Linked DNA regions of Mus musculus: region 2 is linked to region 1. The links are chromatin contacts, called in public promoter capture Hi-C maps. All regions are on one chromosome and are shown on one strand. The core of a region is the stretch at or near the end of the contact, and the rest is flanking DNA. Distances in the headings are between cores, read along the strand shown. Region 1 holds the start of Hat1 (histone aminotransferase 1). Region 2 overlaps Gm38528 (a long non-coding RNA gene).

Region 1 (5,722 bases), core at 718-3,217:
CACCTAATAAAAGGGCTGGCTCACGTAGCTAATTTATGTTTGTTTTTTTTTTTAAACTAGGGCTGGTGAGATGGCTCAGTTGATAAGAGCACCCGACTGCTCTTCCGAAGGTCCGGAGTTCAAATCCCAGCAACCACATGGTGACTCACAACCATCTGTAACAAGATCTGACGCCCTCTTCTGGAGTGTCTGAAGACAGCTACAGTGTACTTACATATAATAAATAAATAAATCTTTAAAAAAAAAAAAAAAAGAGCACTGGTCTCTTCCAGAGGTCCTGAGTTCAATTCCCAGCAAACACATGGTGGGAATCTGATGTCCTCTTCTGGTATTCATGAAGATAGAGAAAGCACTTATGAACATAAAATACATTTAAATTTTTTTTCCAAACCAAAGTTGTTATATCATTTTAGATATAATACCAGCAACCCATGAATTTCCACATCCTAACCAACAGCTGTTATTATCATATTTGCAATTTTTTTTAAAAAGATTTATTTATTATATCTAAGTACACTGTAGCTGTCTTCAGACACACCAGAAGAGGGCATCCGATCTCATCATAGATGTTTGTGAGTCACCATGTAGTTTCTAGGATTTGAACTCAAGACCTCCGGAAGAACAGTCAGTGCTCTTACCAGTCCTGCTCCCTGGGGCCTGAAGATTGATTGATTGAATGATTATATGTAAGTACGAGCACCAGAAGAGAGCATCAGATCTCATTACAGATGGTTGTAAGCCACCATGTGGTTGCTGGGATTTGAACTCAGGACCTCTGGAAAAACAGTCAATGATCTTAACAGCTGAGCCATCTCTCCATCCCCCATTTGCAATTTTTTCCCCCGAGACAGGGTTTCTCTGTATAGCTCTGGCTGTCCTAGAACTCACTCTGTAGACCAAGGCTGGCCTCGAACTCAGAAATCCGCCTGCCTCTGCCTCCCAAGTGCTGGGATTAAAGGCATGCGGCACCACTGCCTGGTGTATTTGCAATTTTTAAGATGAGATCACATATACTTTCTGCCACACTATCTTTCACTTTCTTATCACTATCTTTCCCCTACCCCTTCTACCGCATGAACTTAGAGAACTGCCTAAAATCTCCATGTCCAGTCAACGCAGAAAGTACCTGTTACGTAATCGTCTTAACCTCAAGCTGTGTTTCCTATTTTAAAGGCTCTGTTAAATACAGGGCTGCACACACAGAACTCCTCTGAAAGGAAATACGCACCTAGTTTCAGCTCGATTGCTGTGTTGGTGTTACACTTGTACTCTGCTAGTTTCTTCTCCACGGCACTCTTATACTCCACCAGAAATTTCTCCAAGGCTAGAAACGAATAAAGCACAGCAAGAGGATTCTACTACACACAGCACAGAAGTTCCATTCTAAGTGACAAGTTGGGCAGTGTAAAAACGACTTTCTCAAAGGACATCTAAAAAAACAATGATCTCAGGAATCCTGAAGGGTTATGAGACCCTGAGTGTGCCCTGAACCAGGGCAGGGCAGCAGCACCGCGCTCGCTCAGAAGTTGGCTGGGAGGGAGGTGGGCAGGGCCCTGGAGAGGATCAGCTGGCGGGAACTGGACCTAATGGGTTACATTAGGGCGACAGTGAGCAAAGGGGAACGAGGGGGTGAAAGGCTCCGAGGCAGACCGCGCTCCACCAGACCAAACTGAGCGCCTTGCCTGAGCTCAAGGCCCGGGAGGCCCACGGGAGGCGCCGAGCGTCAGCACCGGGGGCGGTGGCGCCGAGCGCGGCCCACCGGGAGCCAGTCCCCGACCCTCAGTGCCTCGCGGAAGGGAGAGGCCTTCTGGAACCTCTGCTAGAGCCCGAAAGTTCCAGGCGGCCACTGTCACGGCCGCCTCAACGTTCTTCCCCAGAAGCACCCGCCTCCTCCCCTTGCTAAACTTTTCCCGGGAACTTACCCGCCATTTCCGAGCTCCGAGCGCCCGCAGCTGAGGAAGGACAAATCAACCCGCGCGCTCCCGGGCCGGAAGTGACCGCAAGGACTTACGCGTTTCCCCCGCCCATCCTCGGCGAGCCACGAACCAATGAGAGGGAGAAGGTCCAGGCGCGCGGCGGCGGAAGTGCCTCAGGAGGCGGGGCTAGCACCGTGAGAAGGCGCCCGCGGTTGCCTAGCCACCGCACGTGAGGATGCCCTCACCCCATGTCTTCGGCGTCCCAGCCTGTGCGGCTTGCTGGCCACTAGAGACTTGCTTAGAAATTAATGTGAATTCTCAAACAGCTTAAGGCGATTGTCCTTCCCATCTTTTGGCCCGAACGCAAGTTTTTCTGTGGGGGTTTCATTTCGAAGTTTTTAAACTTTTTGATTCAACTTTGCCATAACCCATTTTAAAAGGTTCCTCTGAATTTTATTCGTATTTTGGAGCTGGGTGACCAATTCAGAGTCATACTTATGGTAGACATAAGGCTCTGCCACTAACCCATTATAGACTTTCTTTGTGCTCCCAAATTGAAAAATAGTGCCATATTAAAGAACTCAGGGACCCAAAATGGAAGACTCCCGAAAGCTGTGCTCTGATTACATGCTAGCGTGCACAACTATTAAAAGTAAAATTTAGAAATATACCTGCTTTTGCTCTTAAGTTTTCTGGACAACCATTTAGCTCACTAAAAGTGGTTACTAACACTACCTCAAGTGGCTTGATTTAGTTGGACTTGTATGAGGTCCTAGTGGCTTGAACTAATCATAGGATACTACCCATTTTTAATCATGGGCCTTATTATTTAGTTGCTTTTGGATTTTTTTTTTTCTCCCAGAGGATAATTTGCTATTTACCTCTACGATGGTATTCAAATACCAGACTCCCTGGTGTCAACACATTTGCTGATACGCTTTAAAATGATGCATGCCGTATGGAAAGTTGATCTTTGGTATATCGGGTCTCTCTAGAAAAGAAGGAACCAATGGAATGAACATATATTAAAAGATGACTTACCACCTTGGCTTATGTGGTACACTTGGAGAGGCCAGACAGTGGTTGTCTCACAGCAAATGCTGAAAACCTGGTGGTCAGTCCTCAAAGCTAGGAGCCTCAGCCCAATCTGCCTGTGAAGACCTGAGGGACTCCTGGAGAACTGTTGGGTCTCTGCCTAGCAAGGTTCTAATACCAGCGCTTGAGAAGGCTAGGCTGACTCCATGACAGGCTTCAAATTGGCAGTTAAGGAGGTTAGGCCTAAATCTCTTACCAAGACCTGGGCAAGTCCAGGCAAGTCCAGGCCTCCGAAGCCGGCCCGCCACCTGTCTGGCCACCTGTCTGGCCCGAGGCAAGGACAATGGGTCAGCAGCAGTTTCCAGGCCTCCCCCAACAAGTTTACAGCCTCTCTACCCCGGCAATGGAATGTCAGTAGAGATGGACCCAACAGATTATCATAGAGGTCACCTACCCCAGAACTCCCTAATGTGCTTTAAATCAGGCCTCTGAGCTCACTTGGGTGTCTCTCTACCTGGGTCATGGGAGACCCAGCTTGCTAGACTTCTGCAGAATTCAACACTCTTTGTGGTTACATACTATTGGAGTCCAGGGTGACATCCTTCAGCAAATCATGGACCCTTACACACCAAAAAGGTCAATGAACTCTCCAGTGAGAATGAAGGTTAAGGAGGCAAGTTAGCAAAGCTTTCTTTCTGCCTTTTACCTGGGCCATTACCAGAAGGTGCTGCTCACACTTAAAGTGAGTCTTCTCCCATCAATTAAGATGATCAAGGCAATCCCCAGCAAACATGCTCACACTAATATAGGTTTGTGTGGGTCATATATGTATGTGTTATATAGTATATATGTGTATATATGTATGTAGTATGTAATACATATATGCATGTATGTGTGTATATAAACATTTATATGTGTGTATTTTGTTCTATGCCATGGTGACAGTTAAAACTAACCATCACACGTGGTGAAATAGTCTAGAATTAATATGCTCTCTAGTATTAGAGATAAAAAAAATATATAGCTAAAGTGATAGATTGTGCCTAAGCTCATTGCACCCGGGAGTCTGAGGCAGGAACATCAACTCATCAGTTTGAGGTTAACCTGAACTGTGATTGAGAAGAATCTGCCAAAAGAAGAGGTGGAAGGCGAAAGGGAAGAAGAGGATAAGGACCAACAGCACATACCTATAACACCCCCCCCCCCGCCCCGCACGGGGGGGGGGGGGGGGAAGGCAGGAATTCAGGTTATTCTTGGCCACTGAAGCTTGAGGTCAGCTGGGCTATGTGAGATCTGGAGAGAGACAGAGACAGAGAGGTGGTGGGGCTGGCAAGCGAGGGAGGAAAAGAGAAAGGAGTCAGCCCAAGGTAAGTTGCCAAGCTCATCTTCAGTTTACTCCAGTGTCCTGATGAGCCCAGTCCTCCAGATACTCAGGCCTGGTATTTATGTGTTAGCTATCTAGAAATGCCCTTTAAGATTAGAGTAGGCAGCAAGAACACTGAGGCCCTGCTCTTTAAACTCTTACATACAAGATTACAGTCATAGTGTTCAGATAGGAATATGAAGTCAATGCTACTAATGATTGATCAGAAAGGGAAACAGGACCAGTGAGGTGGGTCAGAAGGTGAAAGCACCTGCTGCCCAGCCTGACAACCTGAATTTGATGCCCAGGCCCCACATAGTGGAAAGAGAGAACTCATCCTCCTATAGGTTGTCCTCTGACCTCTTTATAAGTGCTGTAAAACACACACATACACACACACACACACACACACACTCTCTCTCTCTCTCTCTCTCTCTCTCTCACACACACACACACACAAATAAATACACAATAAATAAAACACAAATAAATATAATTTTAAAAAATTGAAAGGAAAAATATTTGTTCAAAATGGCAAGGTTTATCATTTTCTTTTTTTTTTAAGATTTATTTTTATTTTATGTATGTTAGTACACTATAGCTGTTGCTGTCTTCAGACATACCAGAAGAGGGCATCGGATCCCTTTACAGATGGTTGTGAGCCACCATCTGGTTGCTGGGAATTGAACTCAGGACCTCTGGAAGAGCAGCCAGTGCTCTTAACCACTGAGCCATCTCTCCAACCCCGGCTTATCATTCTCCAGATGTCTTTATCTGTAGCTAAGCAATTATGACTCTTGTAAGAAGTACGATGAGCTTGTTTGATCTAGGGTGACGAGAATTAGTATGAAGTACTGAGGAGCCGAGACTACAGTTCTGATCCTCATTGTCGAACTGTTTACCCATACTTTCTAAATGTCTCAGAATATGTGCTTAGATGCAGTTCATCTCAGAAACAAAAAACATCTTCTTTCAGGAAGGTGATAATAAAAATAATCAAACATGCTGGGCATAGTGGTACATGCCTTTAATTCCAGCACTCAAGCCCAAGGCAGTGCCTCTTTGTGAGTCTGAGGCCAGCCTGGTCTACAGAGTGAGTTCCAGGATAGCCAGGAGTTTCAAGAGAGAGCCTGTCTCTCTCTCTCTCTCTCTCTCTCTCTCTCTCTCTCTCTCTCTATATATATATATATATATATATATATATTCTTATATATACATGTGTGTATATATATGCATATATATATATATATCAAAATTTTAAAAGCATTTTCCTGTTTTATAGCGGAGTCAAAATTTTAAAAGCATTTTCCTGTTTTATAGCGGAGTTTCCCCTTTTTATTGTATTCATATATTACCTTGTACTAAAGAGGATTTGAGAATGTGATTGGTACAACTGCAGAATGAGTTT
Region 2 (6,092 bases), core at 3,591-6,090, 680 kb after region 1:
AAACTTACATATGTCTGGGCTGACAGCAACTCCCACACCTCCTTCTTCAAGCATAATTACTTACTGACTCCTCTAAGATTGGCATGACCTCTTCTCTTTGATTGGCTTCCAGATGCACACTTGAATTTGACTGCATTGGACTGTTTGTGGTATTTTTACATGGACATGGTTAAGAAGTGTTTGTGAACTAAGCTCTCCAAGGAGTCCTTGTGTGAGAGTGGATCATGGACAGTGACTAAGTACACACTCACTCCTCACTGCCCTGGAGCAGCACGAAACAGGAATACCATGTTACAGTAGAACAAGGGGACTCTGTAAATAACGTTTATAATACTTAAATATATTTGATTGTTACCAGAGAGTTGTAATATGAAGGGTAGTTTTTCATTATTTAAGAACACATGGAAAAATGAGGAGACATTTGTAACCCGGGAGCTACAGTGCCTGGTACAGCGTCAGCACTCGGCAGCTGATCTACAGAAACCAAAGCAAGAACTGAGTGACAGCAGCCGCTGTGTTTATAACAGAATGTGAGAGTTAGGGTCTTTGGACAGTTGGAGACTTTGTCATTTGCCTATTCTGACTTTTACCAAGTTGTACCTCGAGATCACGTGTCAGTGGTCCGCCGCCCTACCCCCGACCCCTTAACCGGTTATGTTAAAGGCAAGCTGTCGTTTCTGGACACTTTACACCTTTAACACAAAGAGCTGCCTATTTCAAATCAGTTGAAGTTACTAAATGATAGTATTTCCAGGGCTTTCAGTGGGTTAGATTAACAGGCGTTTTTCTTTTGTTTTCAGGCCTGGTTCATTAAAACAGAAGACAGTGTGTAACCAAAAGCAGGCCAGTTGTATGCAGGATAATGATGAATTCCCTTCTGGCTCTATTGTAAACTACTGTACAGATGTCGGATTACAATTACTGAGTTTCAGCAGCTTATTCTTGTACAAATGTTTAAAAATACGGCTTTTCTAATTGGATATTGTATTTTTTTTAAGTCTTCTTGAAGGCGCTTTAATTGCTGCTAAATGATATTGCTTTTTTGCTATAAAAAATTGAATGACCTTGAAGGCACAAGTTGACTGTACATCATAGAGAGATATTAAAAGCAGGCACTCGTTAACAATCAAGGCATGTGCAGTGATCCATGCTGGGCATATTGAGTTCTTCAAATCAGTTTTTTAGGTTCTGGAGCTGTGGAACACATAGAAACTAGATTTATAAATTGTTCATGGTTATTCTACATTTCTAGAAAGTTCTTAGCATCAAGGTGGGATGATAGTCCCATAGAATGTTTCTCGTGGTTTGTACAGATTTGTTAAAATGTGAACATTTTCTAACTACCTTGTGTGGTAGAAACCAATATTTTTTTGGGGATGCTGTATTTCATTCTTGAAAGGATTTTTTTTTCTTTATTGTCAAATTCATAATGCCGAGACTTACATGTAAGTTGTCCATGGTGCAGACAACAGGCTATCCCTGCCAGCCGCCCCTAACATGTACAGTTACACTGTGGCTCTTACCTGGTGTTGCAAGCCATTTCGTTTGTTTGTTTTCATTGTACATAGACACACTGTCTGTTTAAGATGCTGCTGGAATTATAGAGAATGTAGCCAAACAGTAATAAACAATGACAGTAAAAATGTAAAGACTGTGAAAATTACACTCAAAGAACCCTTAAGATTGAGGGTAATAACATAGCTGCTTTACTTAAAAGGCAGGTAAATTCCTTATGCATACTCAGGACAAGCAGGAAGTGTTTCAGGTTGTTAAAGTTAAAAACAAAGTTTAGAAAAAATATTAATAAGAGTATCGGAGATAACGTACCCATGTCTTCTAAGTTTTTCCAAATGTAGATTTAAATAGCCTACTAATACTTGGGCTCAGTGAACCAGTATAACCTTTGTGAGGAACTGGTGCTAGCTGCTAAATAATGTCCATGTTACTCTGGCAGTTTCTACCCATTTGTCTTGAGGTGCTAGCTGTTTTCTTGTCTTCTGGAGTCATCACTGCAGATAAAGTGCACAGTTCTCATCCCTGGGTTGGAGTTTATTGGGAGTAGTTTACTGGGAGAGTTTTGAACTTAGCTCATGGGCTAAGTCCTCAGCATACTGCCCACCAAAAAACAGTAAGTGTGTGCACTTTAATAAACACATGGATGTTGAAAGGAGCAGAGGCTGCCAGGACGACATCACGTTGAGGGTGGGAGATGTGGTTGGTTTTCCGGATGGCCACCATCTTTTCCTACAAAAGAACTTGAGTTTAAATGTGAACACATCAGGTCCTTTTCTAGTATCACTGTAAATTTCCATGTTTTTAAAATAATTTTTCTTCTGAATACACTGAATTTCAGTGTTTTAAAATATTTAGCCTAATTCCAAAACTGCTTTGACAGCTAGTTTCTAAATTGAATTTTTGGATTTTGGCTCATTCTGTAGTGGTTTTTGAGTGTGTATAGCTTGTCCATTTGTATCTGAATTGGCTTTCCCACCCAAAATGCATCTCCACTTATCTTACCTCCTCCCCCCACCCCCATTAATTACTTTATCTAGAGTCTGGTTATGTAGTCCAAGCTGGCCTCAAAGTTGATAGCAATCCTCCTGCCTCAGCCTCCAGAATGCTGGAATTATGTGTGGGCTACTTCACTCAGTGTAGTGGTTTGAATAGGTTTGGTCCCCATAGATTAGTGTGTTTAAGTGGTTGGCCCATAGGAAATGGCACTACTAAGAGGTATGACCTTGTTAGAGTAGATGTGGCCTTGTTGAAGGAAGTGTGTCACTCTGGAGGTGGGCTTAGAGGTCATATATATGCCTAATCTCCTCCCAGTGTGGAACAGTCTCCATTTGGGTGCCTTCGGATCAAGATGTGGAACACTCTCATCTGTTTCTCCAGTACCATGTCTACCTGCATGCTGCCATGATAACGGACTAACCTTCTGAAACTGTAAGCCAGCCTCAGCCAGATGTTTTTCTTTATGAGTCACCTTGTTCATGGTTCTCTTCACAGCAGTATAACCCTAAGAACACAAGAGCAAAGATAGCAGAGCTGTCGAGGGGGTTGGGGTTCGGAAGCCCCCTGAGTGTGTACAGTGCATGCCCACAGGGACTGCTTGTCAGTAGGCAGACCAACTTTACTCAGAGTGACTGAAGGTTTATAAAGTTTGGGGGACTGAGGGTAGGGACATCCAAGATGAGCAAAGGCCATTATTGGCTGAGGACTTTAAGGGACCTAGAATGCCTCATTAGCATGGGGAATCCTCTTGGTAGTCTTGGATGCAGGTTGAATGACTAGGTTTATCAGGAGAAAGGAAATCGATCCTGCAAACTAACCAAGGCTAAATGACATTCCTCGGTAGAGGCAAGTGTGGGGCTTAGAATACCCCAGACAAGGCCAGAGAGAAAACCTCTGCCTAGGAGCGGAGTCGCACATATGTGCCCAGCCCAGAGGCAATCTGGTCGCAGAAGACTCATTTAGAGCTTTCCCACACTAAGACACCCTGTAAAAAATTTTCAATAAGTAAGATTTGAGTGTATAAACCGAATTCAAGATTTATTTTTATAAAACCAAAGTCTCCAGTGACGAGCAGGGTGTGTGGCCCTGGCCTGAGCCCTCTTGGGCCTTGAGCTTGGATGTGAATCACCTGCGCAGGCCCACGCCTCCAGGCACAGAAACCTCACCACAGTTTTGGAAGCAGGATGGTAACAGCTGTTGTCTAGGTTCTCTGTCCCTAGGAAAGGATTCTGGAGGGGATACCCAGAGCTGGGCTAGAAGGACCCTGCTGTGGCCAGTGATGGCTATGCGCAGAGCTCTGCTGTGCTTTTCCGTTATCTTTCTGTGTCTCAGTCGTTTGAAGTAAGATGGGTGGATGGACGGACTGCTCTTCAATAGAGGAAGCTGACGTAACAGCCACATGCTCACTGATGCATCAGAAGAGGAGAGACGGGCCAGGCGGTGGTGGCGCACACCTTTAATCCCAGCACTCGGGAGGCAGATTTCTGAGTTCAAGGCCAGCCTGGTCTACAAAATGAATTCCAGGACAGCCAGGGCTACACACACACAGAGAGAGAGAGAGAGGAGAGAGAGAGAGAGAGAGAGAGAGAGAGAGAGAGAGAGAGAGAGAGGGAGGGAGGGAGGGAGGGAGGGAGGGAGGGAGGGAGGGAGGGAGGGAGGGAGGGAGGGAGAGAGAGAGAGAGAGAGAGAGAGAGAGAGAGAGAGAGAGAGAGAGAGAAGGAGCTGGGCATCATAACACATACCTGCAACCTCGGAATCAGGGATGTGTGGAGGAGAGAGAGAGCATTATAGCCTGGCTGGGCCTATAAAAAGGTAGACAGACAGACAGACCAATCTATCTATCTATCTTTGGAAGCCTGAAATGTCACTTTTCAGTGGTGACAAAAATCAAAGAGCAAGTGTGACTTTTTATATCATCATAAAAGAGCAAACCTAAAGAAAAGTGTTGGAACGCTGTCAGCACTCACTGTTGGTGCTGAGTCACTGGAGCGCACCCTTGTGACTAAGCTCATTTCAGGTAAGATGAAGGTGAGTGCAAACCAGTGCTGTCCTTGCTGTGTTCCCATGCCTTCTGCAGGCGGGCCACCCACCAGTAGGACCTGTGTGCCCTCCCCAGAGAGGCTTCCGGGGTGTTGATGCCTCCCCATGGAGGAGCCAGAAAGTAGCTCTGGGCTTCTCCCTGCCCACTGTTCTCTTCCTAAGGAGAGCCTTGGAACTGACTCAGTAGCTCACTCAAAAAAAGTTCTGGAAGTTTGGAAAAGCTTCAGTGCGTCTCTCCACGTCTAAGGACTGAAAAGCATGCGCACCCCTGCCCCCTCAGGCGTGCTTCCCGCCCCCTCACGCACACTTCCCGCCCCCTCACGCATGCCACCATGGGAGCACTCAGCACAGCCTGCCTTCCACACAGAATCCATTTCAGATTTTCATGTAAGCTTCAAGGCTCCTTGACTGTTGGGAAAGCCTTAGGCCAAACCATGACCCCACCATCTCATCTGAGTTAATTGCCTGCTGTATATGTGTTAATTCATCCACTTAGCAGGCGATACCAAGGTCTTCTGTAAGACAGGGTAGTCATCAAACTTAGACACTAAAGTTGCTGAAAAATGAATGTGGTGTTTAGCTGTGGTTTTAGGTGTTTCAATTTTTTAATTATCTTGTCTACTAATGACCAAATTCATACGTTCTTTTTAAAGATTCAGGAAAAGGATAATGTGGGGACGGGGTGGAGGAGGCTGGCGTCTCTGGCTTGGAAGTCAGCTGTGGCTTTGTCTTCCATATTAGTTTATTAGTGTGAGCATAGTCACTAACTTCTATGGGAGGCTTCCACATCTGTAAACTTTACTAACTGCCCCTGCCTAGCAGGAACCTAGCACAGGAACCCACACCTGAGTGAGGGTTAGAGACACCCCCCTCCAGGCCCCCCCAGCCAGCCATTGGGCGGCCCTAAGAAGAGATGGACGACTGGGCAGCAGCCAGCCCCTGGTTTTGATGTGCTTTTGAACCCATATCTGGGCATGACAGTCAGTATGAGGCCTGCCTGTGGCTCTCAAGAGTCCCTCAACTGCCTTAGCACATGGGGGTGGGGCACAGTTGGGTAGGTTGGATTCTGTCTCCCAGGTAAATGCTGCTCCCCACTTTGTGCTCTGTGGATCTGCAGCCACGGTGGACACTAACACTGGTGGCTGGCTTGTTAACATTTTTTTTCCCATGACAATTTTAACTCTCCAGTAGGAATGGGTTTTCCTTCAGTTTGTAAAGCTTTTTCAGAAGAATAGGTTATCTAGCAGACACAGTTTCAGCTCCGAAACATAGTTTCAAGTCTAAAAGAAACCTCTTTGAAGAGACCCTGCCCCCTCAGCATTATCAGAACACATTCATCAAGATTCGGAGTTCCCCAGGAGTGGCCATATTAGTTACGGAATCTAAAAAGCATGGGCAGGATTATCTTATGTGTGCATTAATCAATAGCGTGTTTACCTTACTTATCTTTGCTTCCCTCCAGCAATGCACATGGTTTTTGTTTTTTGGTGGGGTTTTGTCTTTTAGGAGAAAGAGCTATGTTAAAGTGTAATTTTATTTTG

Evidence for each region. Promoter capture Hi-C pulls out the DNA fragments that hold promoters and counts their contacts.
Region 2: a contact with region 1 is called in a promoter capture Hi-C map of embryonic stem cells, with 2.4 times the contacts expected there. The contact joins the enhancer-like site here to the promoter of Hat1 in region 1. A contact is called at or near these places in 10 of 39 promoter capture datasets (the 3T3-L1 cell line, the HPC-7 cell line, embryonic stem cells and 4 more) and 3 of 115 datasets of contacts at active chromatin or transcription factors (embryonic stem cells, large pre-B cells and memory CD8 T cells).

The regions. Positions count from the first base shown.
Region 1 is chr2:71,385,505-71,391,226 of GRCm38.p6, reverse strand. Hat1 (histone aminotransferase 1) reads right to left here and starts at 1,967. Exons shown (of 11, transcript NM_026115.4): 1 at 1,923-1,967; 2 at 1,229-1,324. The coding sequence starts at 1,929.
Region 2 is chr2:70,707,964-70,714,055 of GRCm38.p6, reverse strand. Gm38528 (a long non-coding RNA gene) reads right to left here. Exons shown (of 4, transcript XR_866403.3): 2 at 4,254-4,313; 3 at 2,933-3,016; 4 at 1,416-2,244. Tlk1 (tousled-like kinase 1) reads left to right here. Exons shown (of 20, transcript NM_172664.3): 20 at 1-1,649. The coding sequence ends at 67. Among named protein-coding and RNA genes, the nearest start is that of Gm38528, 6.7 kb to the right of the region's middle. Within about 2 kb of position 4,840, at least 19 of the 459 cell types and tissues checked have an H3K27ac peak or open chromatin away from gene starts, as enhancers often do. A contact at or near this core is called in embryonic stem cells, where this site is marked.